Linked DNA regions of Sus scrofa: region 2 is linked to region 1. A link is a contact called in public Hi-C data. All regions are on one chromosome and are shown on one strand. The core of a region is the stretch at or near the end of the contact, and the rest is flanking DNA. Distances in the headings are between cores, read along the strand shown.

Region 1 (7,767 bases), core at 1,005-3,504:
GAGTCCGGTCCCCGCCTGGTTCTCTTCTCCTTCCTAACAGCCTTATGACTGGAGACCACCTCACAGCCCCTCACACCAACCCACCCACAGGGCCCGATTCCTGGCTTTCAGTTGACCCTCAGCGGCGTGCCCATCACCACAATGCGGCCTCATGACCCCAAACAAAGAGGCTCCGCACCTGTTCGCCGTCACCTGCCTCACCTCCCACATCCCCAGCCTCTGGCGTCCACTAACTGACCCACCTCCTGTCTCCACAGCTTTGCCTACTCCGGTCATTCATGAGAACGAATGACCTTATGTCAAAATGTGTCCTTTGGGGCCTGGCTTCTCTCACTCAGTCTCCTGTTTTCAAGGGTCCCCGACGCTGTGGCAGGTTCTAGAACTTCATTCCTCTACGGCACGGACACATCATGTTCTGTCTGTCCACCCATCACGGGACGGACACTGGGTCGTTTCCACCTCCTGGTAGTGTGAACAGTGCTGCTGCGAGCACACCGGTCACCCTTTTGCGCGGATGCATGCGTCCACTCCTCCCGGCTCTGTGTCTGGGGTGGAATTCTTGGATTGTACCGCTGCTGCTTAAGCCTGATACAGAACGGCTGCTTCCAGGCTCTGTCCGGAGAACGCCAGACCATCGGAAGCCAAACGCCTGGCGCTGGCTCCACTCAGTGAGCGCTTTAAAAGGCCAGCAAAGTCTGCAGTTTGTAATCTCACTGTGTTGATACTGAGCATCTCTTCGAGTTCCCTCTTCTGAGAACTCTAGAGTCCTTTAAATATTGACTTTGCTACCTGTCTGTATCTCTACTTGTATTTCAAATCACTTCCCCTGGCTGGTGGACATTTTCATATTCTGCACCTAATGTACTGTTACTCTGGTTAATTAAAACTGCTTACTTTTTCTGTGGACCTGCTCCCCAAAAAGAATCACTGCTCTCTTCTCGATACCTCCTGTCCAGGCTCAAAGTAGAGGAAGAGTTGACAGGCTCTGTCCTTGCAAAAGCTGCCTGGGCACCACCAGCGGAATCATCTGCAGCAGGACACGTTTTTGAGGGAGGTGGAGCACCCCTCCTAGTTCGGCAAAGCCCCGTTTCTGGTCTGCCTCTCCCAGCACCAGCCTACACGAGCGGCTCTGAGTTCAGGTGAGCGGCAGAGAAAGCCAGGCTGTCTGTCCCACACTGACCCCCGCAGCTGTGACTCACCCAGCTGCTGCAATCCCACTGCTGCCTTGCCTCAAAATGTACTGGGGGCTGTAGGGGCCCCCAGAAAGAGGTGGTGCTGTCTTCCAGGAGTTGAACAAGAATTCCAAAAAAGACTCATGGTAGATACGGGCTCTGAGAGGGTATTAGGAAGTAAATTTCATGAAGACAAAAAAGAAAACATTTCTGTCAAAGTTCACGCATAGAAAAAAGTGATATTAAGTGGTTTTCCTTAGTTAGAGGATTTTGAATCGGTAACCAGTTAAGAACAATGAGTAATTTCTAGAGCAGGTTACGAAAGCCGTATGTACTATGACATTTGAGCAGTACTTAAGGATTACGTAAGAATATATTTCCAGCTGAAAACTCAAGAAAACATAAAGATGCAACAGAAAACAAACCTGGTGTCCGATATGGTTTTGGACTTAAGACTGGGAGCAAAAAGTGCAAGAGTGTTAGGGCTATGGCACAAAGGAAGAGGTATTTTGGATTTTAAGTCGAAGCAAGTGCTAGAGATCTTTAAGAAAAGTCAGAGGGAAAAATGGGCTTTTCCTGTAGACACAGAATTCTGCTCTCCACAATCATACTAATATGTGAAAGCCTTAAAGAAGTAAACGGTTCGTGTTTTTTGGTCTCTTTAGGGCCGCACCCTCGGAAAGTGGAGGTTCCCAGGCTAGGGGTCGAATCAGAGCTGAAGCCGCCAGCCTACACCACAGCCAAGCAATGCAGGATCCGAGACTTCTGTGTAACCTACACCACAGCTCACAGCAACGCTGGATCCTTAACCCACTGAGCAAGGCCAGGGACTGAACCCGTGGCCTTGTGGATGCTAGTTGGGTCTGTTAACCATTGAGCCTCGACGAGAACTCCCAGTCTTTTTAAAATCAGAGAAGGACCTCCAAGTGGTTGCTGTAGATCAAGAAGTTAATCCCAGAGGAGGAGGAATATGAGTGTTCACTGAGCACCTACCAAGTTCCCGGCACTTAGGCCGAGCACGTTATGCACATAACTCAGCGCCATCGCGTCAGCATCCTTAGCAAAGCGGCATTAAAGTCTCTGCTGTGGGGGTGGGGGCCCAGGGAAGCAGCCTGTTCCAAAGGACAGGAGCTGCTGAGCTCGGAGCTGTGACTCATCTGGGCTACGAGCCCAGAATCAAAGTTCAAGCCAGCCCATCACGGCAACGCTAGCCACACGGCTAATGCATCCTAACTAGACCAACAATCAATACCGCACTTCAAAGGTAGGCACCAGAACATCAGCTTCAACTCACGACACTGGTCACACTGTATTTACAGAAGCTAAGCTGGGGTTAGGGACCTGGGGAGTACGTTTGGTTTTAAATCAGTAGCTCTTTGCTGATCTTTGACGCTTTTGATTTAATTGTGCTTAATACTACGCAAGCTATTTTAAAAAAAACGAAGTTTAGGAGTTCCCGTCGTGGCGCAGTGGTTAACGAGTCCGACTAGGAACCATGAGGTTGCGGGTTCGGTCCCTGCCCTTGCTCAGTGGGTTAACGATCCGGCGTTGCCGTAAGCTGTGGTGTAGGTTGCAGACTCGGCTCGGATCCCAAGTTGCTGTGGCTCTGGCGTAGGCCGGTGGCTACAGCTCTGATTCAACCCCTAGCCTGGGAACCTCCATATGCCGCGGGAGCGGCCCAAGAAATAGCAACAACAACAACAACAAAAGACAAAAAGACAAAAAAAAAAAACAAACCCAAAAAAACGAAGTTTAAGATTTGACACGTTTTTGGAGGCAGGGGAATCGGTGCGCACACCGTGAGGGCATCTACACACAGGGTTAGCCTTGCAGGGGGCCACGTGCAGGTCCGGTCACGCTGGGGACCGCTAAGCGTTTCACGGAGCGGAAGTGTTTCAGCCTGACAGGTACTCCCGTCTGCGGCCGAGGCCCTTCTCTGCAGCCCAAAGAAAGTTTATGAATGTCACCTGGTGCTTCAACTGGCTTTGCACCTGTGAGCCTGTGAGGCCTGGCGCTTCCTTGCATTTCTTAGGTTCTTAATCAATAAGAGCCTGTTAAAAATCTAATACGTGGCGTTCCAGTTGTGGTGCAGCGGAAATGACTCTGACTAGTATCCACGAGGATGCAGGTTTGATCCCTGGCCTCACTAAGTGGATTAAGGATTCAGTGTTGCTGTGGCTGTGGTGTAGGCCGGCAGCTGTAGCTCCAATGCAACCCCTAGCCTGGGAACTTCCATATGCCTCGGGTGCTGCCCCCCACCCCAAATCCAACAGTGTACTTAAAAATACTTAGGAAGGGAAAATTTTATGTGCATCTTACTAGAGTTTTATTTTGAACGTTCACATTTTTTTCCCTTTTCTTTTTGGCTGTGCCTGTGGAAGTTCCTGGGTCAGGATTGAACCCATGCCATAGACGTGACAATGCCAGATCCTTAACTTGCTGTGCCACCAGGGAACTCCTGAATCTATCTATCTATCTATCTCTTTTTAGGGCCACACCTGTGGCATATGGAAGTTCCCAGGCTAGGGGTTGAGCTGAAACTACAGCTGCCAGCCTACACCACAGCCACGACAACTCGGGATCCAAGCTTCGTCTGTGACCTACACCACAGCTCATGGCAACGCCAGATTCTTAACCCACTAAGCGAGGCCAGGGATCGAACCTGCATCCTCATGGATTCTAGTCGCGTTTTGTTATTGCTGAGCCACGACAGGAACTCCCCTGAACTTACATTTTTAAAATCTGGAGTTTTCGTGTCTATAAAAAGTAACTGCACATTTGTTACATCTGTGGAGTTAACAAAAAGATGGCAGTGTCGGCGGCAGAGGCCTGGTGGGAACAGCGGAGGTGAGGAGGTGGGGGTGCTGTGGCCCAGGGTGGCACGTTCCACAGTTCCTATTAAACGTGCGATGTTGCCCCAGCAGTAAAGTATGCGATCTCAGCTGACAGGCCGCAGTCTGATCTGCCAGGGTCCCTGCCCTGCGATGGGGGTTAACTGTAGTGTCCATTCAAGGGGGTGGAGGGAGGCCCAGAACAAGCCCTGTTTCTGGTGTGTCAATGGTGGGGTCTGCAGAGGAGACAGAAACTGGGTCACAGGATGCCCCCACGTGTGGAGGGCCTGAAGCCAGAAGAGAAGGGTGGGGTAGGACCAGGCCGCCCTCCCCCACTGCGGGGCTGGGACGTCTCACCCTCTCCTGTCCCTGGACTGGGGTTACCTTGCTGGCCCCGTCTCTCACCTCCGCCAGGACTGAACCACATCCCCCACTCCCTAGGGCCTCCAGCTGGGAGTGAACCCCACAACGGTCTGTCCTCTGGAGAATCCTCACTTTTTTTTTTTGGCTGCATATTTAGCAGCTTGATGTGGAATCTCAGTCCCCAGACCAGGGACTGAACCTGGGCCGCAGCGGTGAGTCCGAACCACCAGACCACTAGACGACCAAGCACTGAGTCCTTGGCCTGGAGATGCAGGTGGGCCCTCACAGAGACCTGGTTAAAAGCCAGGTGAAGAAAGACGGAAGAAATTAACACAACACCGGAGTTCCTGTCGTGGCTCAGTGGTTAACGAATCCGACTAGGAACCATGAGGTTTGCGGGTTTGTTCCCTGGCCTTGCTCAGTGGGTTAAGGATCCGGCGTTGCTGTGAGCTGTGGTGTAGGTCGCAGATTCGGCTTGGATCCCGTGTTGCTGTGATTCTGGCAGAGGCCGGTGGCTACAGCTCCCATTAGACAACTAGCCTGGGAACCTCCCTGTGCTGTGGGAGCGGCTCAAGAAAAGGCAAAAAGACAAAAAAAAAAAAAAAAAAAAGAAATTAACACAACACCAAATCAACCACGTTATAAAATTAAAGGTGAAGAAAGTGGCTTTGTCATGTCCATCCGTCGCGTCCGAAAGGTGCTAGAGCCCTTGTGGCAAGCCTCAAACACAGCAGGCATCTCAGTTCTGTGGGGCAAACCCTACCCACCAAGGAGACAAGAGGCTGAGACTGAAGCCCCAAGTCTAAGGTTCAAGGGCGTAAGACGACCTTCCACCAGCAGGTGGCGGCAGAGGACTTTGTGAGCAATTCTGGCGGCGGCTCTGAAATGCTGGAAGGTAGCTTGCAACGGCTATTGTCTAAGTCATTTATGTGTTTGGATTCCGCTCAGTGTTATGTATGCATATTACTGAATAAAACATTCACAGTGTATCTTCCACCAGCAGCCGAGCTCCAATTCCAAGCTTCTGAGTCCTGACTCCGTAGGCTCCAGGGAGGCCCTCACATCAAATTGCTTTCCTCCCAGAACAGCCGCTCTGTGCCCCAGAAACCACTGCTTAGAGAAGGGGGAGAGCTCTGGCATGGCCGCACCGCCGGCTGGCTACCAGGTGTGTGCTGGGGAAGGCGCCGCCTGCCAGCTTCTCCTGGAGGCAAACCTGTCCTCCCTGCGCCCGCCTGGCCCGCATCTCCCCGACCTCAGGCTGCCCAGCAGGGCCCAGGGCTGGGAGGGGCCCGCCTCGGCTCCGGCAGGGAGGACGCCGGCTTCTCCGTAAAAAAGGTGGCACGTAGGTAAGGAAGAAATTCTCACACTGGGTACTGAGCTATGGTTTCTTCCTGCCTTTCCCAGAGACCCCAGGGGCCCCTGAGCCAAGGCCATGGAGCCGCGGGTGGGGGGCTTGCTCCGAGGTCTGGGCCGACCCTGGTTGAGCCTCTGCCAGCGCCGCTTTCGGGGTCATGCAGTCCAGGGTGCCAGACGCCTCTGAGGCCTGAGATGCCAGGATGGGCGGCAGGAAGGAGGCCGGGCCGGCCCAGGCAGGCAGCGCCCAGCCGAGAAAGGGCGTGGGCGAGGCCGACCCCGCGGTCAGCGGCACCTGCCACTTCCGCACCCATCAGAGCGCCGGGCTCTGGCTGTGGTCACCGGCGTGGCACCTGCGGCACCTTCGCTGCGGTCTGGGGCAAACCCTTCCCGCCCCTCTCAGTCCACCTCTCCTGTGTCTCTACTGCGGCAAAGGGAGGGATCCCACTGCGCTAAGTGGAGACAGTATTATTCTCACTGTGCAGGAGAGGAAGATGAGGCTCAGAGAGATGGAGGAACGTGCTGTTTCCCATGCCCCCGTGCGCTGGGCCAGCCTGAAGCCCAGTCGGTCCACGGCCTCGGCGCCCTGATGGTCAAGGCTCCCCCACGGCAGCTAAGCCCCCTCCCTGCCCACGAGGCCAAAGCAGCTTCTTCTAAAGAGAAAGCTGAACGACGCTGGCCATTATGAGGGGGAAACTCTCACAGGAAAGCGGCTGCCACGAGGAGACGGAATACGCGCTTCGCCCCCTCCTCCCTGGTGCACACGGATCTGAATCGGCGTCAAGGGTCGGGAAGGCGAGCAGTGTGGACGCTGCACACGCTCTCGTGTGCCTTCTGCCAGCCCGGATTTCTCCCCGAGCCCCCATTACATTAGCCTGAGTCCAGCCCTTTCCCATTCCCGCTGTCCCTCCCTCCCTGCCCTAAGGTGACGTCTTGCCTGGATCAGGCCCGGGACGTGCACACGACGCCTCCACCTGCGGCCCCTCCAGCGCCGACACGTGATGCTGTCACCTGCCTGCCTGAACAAAGACACGTTCTCCCTGCGCAGGTGCCCGCCTCCGCCTCGTGCCCCTCGGCCCCGTGAGCTCCGCCCCTTCCCTGGGCCGCCCTACTGATCAGCCTGGGAAGCAGCCGAGGCTCCCTCAGGAACACGTGTCCTGCGGGGGCTCAGAGCTCATCCGGACGGCAGACCAGGCCTGGGAGTCATCCTGTATCTAGTGTTAGGGACAGGGGCCGCTGTCCTCGCCTTTCAGTGAGAAGATCTGGAGAAGTCTTGCGGCTTCTCCCTCCAGGGTCCCTGCTGGAGGAGACCTCCCCAGACCACACCCACCAGCTCCACCTACTTTCCCGTCCTTGAGCAAATGACTCCTCCGCCAGAGGGAGCTCATCTAGTCCCCAGTAGCTGACTCGTTATCAGTTCTCCCATCAGGAGGCAACAGGGTCTGATAGGAAGAGCCTGGGCTCTCAAGTCACAAAGGCCTGTTTCTAAATCCTGGCTCCACAGCCTCGCTGCACAATGTCTGATCCTTTATTTATAAAACGGGACGGTAACACCTACCTCACAGGGTTATTATGATAATTAAAGCATATGGAAAGTCTCAAGTAGAGTCCCTGGGGCACACAGAGAAGCTAATAAATATAAGTTTATTTTCTCTTGTCCTCCTCGATTTTCACTCTCCCATCCTGGGAGAGGTACTTGTGCGGCTGGCCGGGGGCTCCAGGAGGGCAGGGCCTTTGGGTGAGGCACTGTGCAGCCCCCGCAGTCCCCAGCACAGCCCCAGCTGCAGCCCCGCAGTCTCCTGTGCAGCCCCCTGGACGAACGGCGGTACACACATGCTGCATGAATGCAGGAATCCAAGTATGATCCTACTGTTCTTGCCAACAGGAACCACTGGAATCGCCGAGTATGAGACTTGGAAAGGACCCTTGGAAATCAATTGCCAGCTCGTCTTCATTTTATCGATCCGGCCACCGCAAAGCAGAGGAGGCGGGACTTGCCTGTGGTCAGCATGCAGGGAAGCAGCGACCCTCTGGCCTGCCCCCATCCT
Region 2 (7,083 bases), core at 2,058-4,557, 130 kb after region 1:
ATCAGAAGTTACAGAGCACAGACTAGTGAAGTCCCACGGTGTAGCTTTCGATGGCCTTAGCGGAGCAGCACGATCACATCAAGTAGGTGTTTGCAGGAGGGTCCCGGAGTGACGCTAGAAAGTGTGGGCCGAGGCCCGTCTCCCCAGGCTTGAACCTTTTTTCCAGAATGTTATCACCTAGAGCAGGGGAGGCGGCCTTTCTCAGTTGCTGGTTGCTGCTTAACAACTGCGTTTTAGAAATTTTTCTTGGCAGCTGTTCCTTGTGAAACTGCCTCCTCGCAGCTGTTTTGCTTCACTTGTCTGACTGGCCTCTTGGTACTTGGAGCAGCCTCTAGCAGGGCATCACATGTGTGGCCCTAAAAAGCAAAAAAAAAAAAAAAAAAAAGAAAGAAAATCTTTTTACAAATGGGTGTGAGTGTTAGTACATCCTCAGGCAGTACAGAGGTAAAATGATCTGATCACGCACAGGGTCACAAAGGGGATCTGACACTCACGGCTCCTCGGTGGCTCCTAACCAGTGACCTCCTGCGGGGCGGGCCACTTGGCCTTATCTGTTCAAGTTTAAAATGCGTAAACTGGAGTTCCTGGCTCAGCAGTTAACGAACCTGAAGCATCCATGAGGATGTGGGTTCGATCCCTGGCCTGTGGTGTAGGTCAGAGATGCGGCTCGGATCCCGTGTTGTTGTGGCTCTGGTGTAGGCCAGCGGCCGCAGCTCCAATTCGTCTCCTAGCCTGGGAACCTCCATATGCCGTGGGTGCGGCCCTAAAAAAGACAAAATAAAATAAAATGCGTAAACCATTTGCCCTTTCAGTCCAGCTTTTAGGAGTTTAGCCTAAAGATGCATATATATATATATACACACACACACATATATATATATATATATGCTTCCAATGTGGTGTCTTCCTCTCGGGGTCTTGACTGCTACCAGTGACTCACACCTCGCGCATTTGCAAATTCCTTGCCTTTTTCAGTTCTGCCCCATCTGATCCTTTGTGAGGACCGAGGCCAGAGAGGGGCACAGATGCTCCCCGGAAACCGTGGCGCGTGGAAGTGGAGCAGTAACTGAAGGGACGGTGCACAGGGGGCCACATGCGGTGCCTGGTGTCAGCGTTTCTGCTTCAGGCTGCGGCAGGGCAGCTTTGCTGTTTGGATGGGCTGTGTTCCTAAAACTCTTCACGGGTGTGTTTTTCATCTTTGTGTCCCGCGCTTAGGTTTTTGGATGTTGTTCTTTTTCAGTGTGAACAGCCTAGAACTGATTTAGTTAAATACACAGATGTCATTTGGATGGAAACAATTTCAAGCCCTGCTTCTTCCGAACAAATTCTCTTAGGTGAAAATTACCATGTTCTCGAGCCATTAGAAATTATGATGGGAATCAGTTTTCTTGAATACTTTAGCAGTGCTATTAGGTGACCTACTAGTATATTGGGTGATTCAGTGTGTAGACATGTCGTGAATTAGTTTTTCTCTGTTACTACCGGAGATTTAAGTTTATGGAGAAATTGTGCGACCAGTCATCAAAGAACATACGATATTTAACAATGTACAAAGTAAAACATTTAACATTTGATTTATAAACACAGATAACTTTTCTTTAGTCCTCCTGGCAGACAGTGAGTGGTGGTACTTGCACGTACAGGGAGTGTGGGCTGCAGTGGATGCCCAAACATCTAGCTCCATTCTTTTCATACCTTTGGGGCAAGTGTTTCGCCTTCATTGTTCGGACAGCAAGGAACCTCAGAAGCGCTGCCCCCGCTCACTGAGTGTTCTGGTCCCACGTAGAGAAACAGCGGGACGTATCGCTTCAGCACAGGGTTCTCGTGAGACTGCGTATGAAGTTACAGACGCGTACATGTAGCCGAACCATTCATTTTCAGCCGTTTTCTCCGATCGTGTTTTATTTTTATTGCCAACTAAAAACTGTCGCTGGCGCTCTATAAGAATATAGTCCTTGGTCACTGCAGTTGCTGACCGTTGACACCTCCTGAAGAGAGTCCAGGGCAGAGTTTCGGAGCAGGCCTTCAGGTGGTGAGATGCTTTCAGGAGGAGATTGTAGGAGCCTGATCGCTTGCATCTTCTCGAGAAAAGCAGTGCAATCATTGATGAAGACATCTGCGCCTCCGACTAGCAGCAACCTTCTGCTGAAATGTGTGCTTCATTGCAGGGTCCCCCCTCACCCAAATCTCACGTGTGCTGAACCCCTGCAGCACCACCCCAGCCTTGGGAGCAGTTCCTCCAAGCTGGGAGGGAGGCTGTCTCCCAGGCTAGAGTCCTCATTTTGCCCCCAATAAAACTGAACTCACAACTCTCGTGCTTTCTTTTTCTTTTTTTTTTCAGTGGACATAATTTATCAGACACTCTTTCCTTTGGGATTAAAACAACCCAAAAAGTTAGGTTGTTTTTTTGGTAAGAAAGTTCACAGTGGAGGGAAAAAAAATCTTAGTTCTAAATATATCATTTTAGAGTTATAAAATAAGATGGGCTTTTTCTCTGAAAGAACAAAGATGTGACAGTCTGATGGTTTGGAAAAGTCTCAGAGACAGTTTCATGCTCGTGTAACTGGAAGCTGGGAGTCTTTTCAAAGGGTTCCTAAAACCAAAGGCACTTCTCCACATGCATGGCAGCTCGTAAATCTGTGCACATAAACTAGTTTCAAAAGCCCAGATTTGTGTTTGAAGTAAAAGACATGCTCGTGTTTCCCAGGTCTGCGTTTAAAATGGTGCGAAGAACTATTTATAAGGCGGCAGATCTGGAAAAGTCCATCAGCATTTCAAAGGCTGATACTCTGTCCCTGAGCTCAAGTAAACAGTGGCTGACTCTGTCATCGGGCAGAACTGTTTACCGCTTTCTCTTGCAGCCTTTCACATTTTTTGGTATTTGTAAACATCAAAAGTCTTAAATTTTCATGGAGCCAAATACATGTCTCTTTAATTTATTTCATTTGCTTGTTAAACCGTCCTTCCTAGCCCCAGACCAGTTGAAGAATTACCAGTATTTCTTCTATTTTTTTCTTATTTTTAAACATAGCAGAACTCTCCTTGGCACATGGCATGAAGTGAAGACCAGATCATTTTTCTCCCAAATACTTAGTTTCTTAACACTGCTCTTATATAAGCTGTTTCTACATTGGTTAATGAGGATGTATGTTACTTTTGTTGGTTAATGAGGATATGTATATTGCAGTTTTATATATCTCAGAATCTGTTTGCTGTGTCAGTTCTTTTGCCAGTTTTCATTATTGTTGCTTCTTATGTTTCACAAATTCCTGGACTTTGGGATGATGTTTAAAGTCCTTCTCCTACCCTCCCCACCCCCTGTAGAAATTTCCATTGGGAATTACATTAAACTAATGTGGCTCGAGCTGGCCATTATACCAGTCACTCTTCGTATATCCAAGGTATCTCTCTTTTTTTCTGCTCTTCTCTCATGGTTTGTTGTACATTTTGGTCATTTGCTTCAAAGAGGCCTCTGTATTTGTCCTTGTAAAAGATGTGTTTTTTCCATATAACTATCACCGGATGGCTATGGTTGGGACAGCCCTCAGGTTATCAATAGCCAAGAATGCTCTTGATTTCTAAAAATGTTCAGTTCCTTCCCTTCACCAAACTGTTATTTGTTCTAATAGTTATCAGTCGATTCATTTGAACTTTTTAGATCGTTATATTGTAGCCAGTAATATTTCATTACTTTCTGTCTTATGTTCTTCTATGAGCTAAAGGCCTAAATTTTTTAAATGATTGATGATAAAGTAGCTACTATCTGGTAGACATGATCTCATAACTTACCTAAGAGAACATCCCTCTTTATTGTGTGGAAAAGTAGTTGGAAATTATCACATTTCCTTCCTAGTGAACCAATGGAATCCGTTCCTGTTTTTGGTAGCACAAATACAATTTTAGGGGAAACTTGTTAAAATTGTAGCCTTGAAAACTTATTTAAAGCAGATTTTGTTGTTGTCTTTTTGCCATTTCTTGGGCTGCTTCCATGGCATATGGAGGTTCCCAAGTTAGGGGTCGAATTGGAGCTGTAGCCGCTGGCCTACGCCAGAGCCAGGATCCGAGCCGTGTCTGCAACCTACACCACAGCTCACGGCAACGCCAGATCCTTAACCCACTGAGCAAGGCCAGGGATCAAACCCGCAACCTCATGGTTCCTAGTCGGATTCGTTAACCACTGAGCCACGACGGGAACTCCTTAAAGCAGATTTTAAAATAGATTATTGTATATACTCTTTTTATATTTCTAGGCAGAAGCTTGGTGAGATTGGGAAGGTGAAATTTGGGGTTAAAAAAACGAAACTAAAATCCAGCCTTTATGGATGGCTGTCTTAGCAGGCCAATTGTTATGTAGACTAGAATCGGAACTTTTTCATTAGATACAGCAGTTGTCTTTCTTAAAATTACACCTGTAACTCTCTTGCTCATGAACTTGCTTTCGTGGTGTCCTGTTTCCCAGCTCAGACTCTCCCCTCTGCACAGCAGCGGACACCACCCACCAGGTTTGTGTGGGTGTGTTTGCCCCCCCCTCCCGCCCCGTCACCTGGTGCACATACGTGTCTTTCCTTTCCGCTGCAATCTGCTGCGTAGCTCTTCAGCTTCCTGAGGCCCTGAGTAGACCCCCACGGAACTGGCGGGGCCGCGGCCCAGGGCCTGCCCCCCCGCCCCGGTTGACCTCCCTCCTGATGAACCCCGCTTCAGCTGATGAGGGACCTCTCACCTCTGCCGGAACAGCGCACAGTCCTGGAGGTGGTAGTCTTCCTAGTCAAGTCCTGCCCCCTGTACCAGGGTGTGTGTCACTGGAGGTCGCCTCCCGTTAGGCGGAGGTCGGGCGCTGGAGGTGCCAGGCGTGGTAAAGGATCTCGCTGTCGGAGCTGCGTGGAGAGAGCCCTGACCCTGCCACACTCACTCCACGGGGTGAGGCGGAGGCCAGGAGACCGCGTGAGGAAGCAGTTGGACAATTCCTGGCGGCCTGGGCCGGGGCCGGGGCTGGGGCGGTGGAGGCAGGTCGGAACAGAAGTTGGAGTTCAGAGGTCAGAGGTCGTGAAGGCAGAGGTACAAACTCTGCTTCTGGAGCTAATGTGGCGTCTGAGAGAGGAGCCAGGATGACTCCGGCGGTTCAGACTTGACCCACCGGGAGCATGAGGTGCGGACGAGCAGCTTGGAGGGGCCAGCGCCAGATCAGGGGCTTATGCTGGACGTGTTGGCTTTGACGTGACGGACGTCCGAGAGGAGAGGCTGAGCAGGCAGCAGCGAACAGCTCTGGGGTTTGGGGGAAGCGGCTCTCGCTAGAGAGAGTTTCAGTTTAGGGTGGTCCTTAAACTTGTGAAACGGATCCCGTCACTGAGGGAACAAGTGCGGTTGTCCAAGGAGAGTGACCTGAGGACTGAGCCCCGGGCGCTTCGGTCTTTAGAGCTGGGCTGTGATGATGGCTGCACAACCATAAAAATATAATAACATTCCTTGAGTTAAAAAAATATCTCGAGCTTGGGCGATGAGCAGGAGCAAGCAAATGGACCGGCAGGGAAAAAAGCCCCTGAGATAAGAGGTGATCAGGTGGTGAGCTGAGTGCTAAGAGAACATGGCGTGTGCAGAAAAGAAGCCAGGCCTTGTCAAATGCTGCTGATCGGTTAAGGGAGGCGGACACCGGGAGCCTCGAGGTGGGAATCTTAACGTGTGGGTGGGTGGTCTAGACGGTTGCTGAAGCAGTGGGATAAAAGGCTCCTTGGAATGAACAGGAAGGGGTGGAGGAGGGGAGTCGGAGACCTCAGTGTGACACTTTGGCGGTGTTTTGGGGTGAGAAAGAGACTATCAGTTGGATGGCACTGAAGAAGTTGGGTCAAGAGAGGGAGCTTTTAACAGATGGAAATTTAGGAGTTCCTGCCATTGTGTTGAATCTTTTCTGCATCAGTTTCCTTTCTGCAAGATGATCAGGCTGGTCTTTGAGATTCTCTCCAATGAGATGCTGGATCCTACTTGGGCCATTCAAGTTCTCACAGAGAAACTGAGTATTCTTACAGAGAAATAATAAAAGGAAAAACGGAAAAAGTCAAGATTATTTTCTCTCTCTCTCTTCTCAGCCCAGTACAGATAAGAAACTGGGAATTACTGGTGTGTATTTTCTACCTTTCTCTTAAGTAATTGAAGACATCTTACCCCGAGCATATATATTTATGGTAAAAGGTAAAAATAAAGAGCCCCGAACAGGGAGGCAGAAAGTGGAAAAGAACCATCCAGAGGGATGACAGGTGCGTTGACCGTGAGGGCCTGCAGGTGCCCGGGTGTCGACCGGCGGAGAGGCGGGTCACTGCGGAGGGGCAGGCGGGCTCGGCTGTGTGTGGACCCTGTCTGCGGTTATGTGGTGGGCCGGGGCTTTGTTGTCTGACCTACAGATTCTCATTCCTCTCCTCTTAAGACTTGAATTTCAAAATGAAATTCCCCTCCCCAGGCCCTTTAAAAGAACAAGGAGTCGTCGATGAGCTCAAATAAAAGAACCCATTGAGGAGTTCCTGTCGTGGCTCAGCGGTTAATGAATCTGACCAGCATCCATGAGGATGCAGATTTGATCCCTGGCCTCGCTCAGTGGGTTAAGGATCCAGTATTGCTGTGAGCTGTGGTGTAGGTCGCAGACGCGGCTCGGATCTTGCATTGCTGTGGCTGTGGCGTAGGCAGGCAGTTGTAACTCAGATTTGACCCCTAGCTTGGGAACCTCCATATGCCTGGGTGCAGCCCTAAAAAGCAAAACAAAAACAAAAACAAAAAAACCCCATTGAATTGGCCCCTGTGTGTGCCAGTGGCGGGGTTGGCATTGCCCTGCTGTCCCTCGCCCTCCCCGGCCTGGCTGTGGGCGCAGGACAGCTCCTCTTCGGAGACCTACCTGCTGCTTTGTGTGCTTGTGGTCCCCTGAGTGGACGCCTGGATTTCAGTGACCTCAGCATTGCTTGGATTTCCAGTGACTTTGAAGCCCGTGGCCCCGGGCCCAGGTTACCTACGTTTGTGATTGTGATTCTGAGAGGCCGCTGCATCCGCTCCTGTGGAGAGGCTGGCCCTGGTTGTGGGCACAGACCCTGTCCCGTGGGGAGG

Evidence for each region. Hi-C and Micro-C count contacts between places; a contact is called where the count stands out from the background.
Region 2: a contact with region 1 is called in a Hi-C map of liver, with 1.9 times the contacts expected there. The contact joins two enhancer-like sites. A contact is called at or near these places in 14 of 47 Hi-C or Micro-C datasets (alveolar macrophages, blood, embryonic fibroblasts and 8 more) and 1 of 2 datasets of contacts at active chromatin or transcription factors (skeletal muscle).

The regions. Positions count from the first base shown.
Region 1 is chr7:3,096,202-3,103,968 of Sscrofa11.1, forward strand. The region is part of intron 2 of LYRM4 (LYR motif-containing protein 4); the gene reads right to left. Among named protein-coding and RNA genes, the nearest start is that of PPP1R3G, 51 kb to the left of the region's middle. Within about 2 kb of position 2,255, at least 12 of the 83 cell types and tissues checked have an H3K27ac peak or open chromatin away from gene starts, as enhancers often do. A contact at or near this core is called in liver, where this site is marked.
Region 2 is chr7:3,229,339-3,236,421 of Sscrofa11.1, forward strand. The region is part of intron 1 of FARS2 (phenylalanine--tRNA ligase, mitochondrial); the gene reads left to right. Among named protein-coding and RNA genes, the nearest start is that of FARS2, 39 kb to the left of the region's middle. Within about 2 kb of position 3,308, at least 4 of the 83 cell types and tissues checked have an H3K27ac peak or open chromatin away from gene starts, as enhancers often do. A contact at or near this core is called in liver, where this site is marked.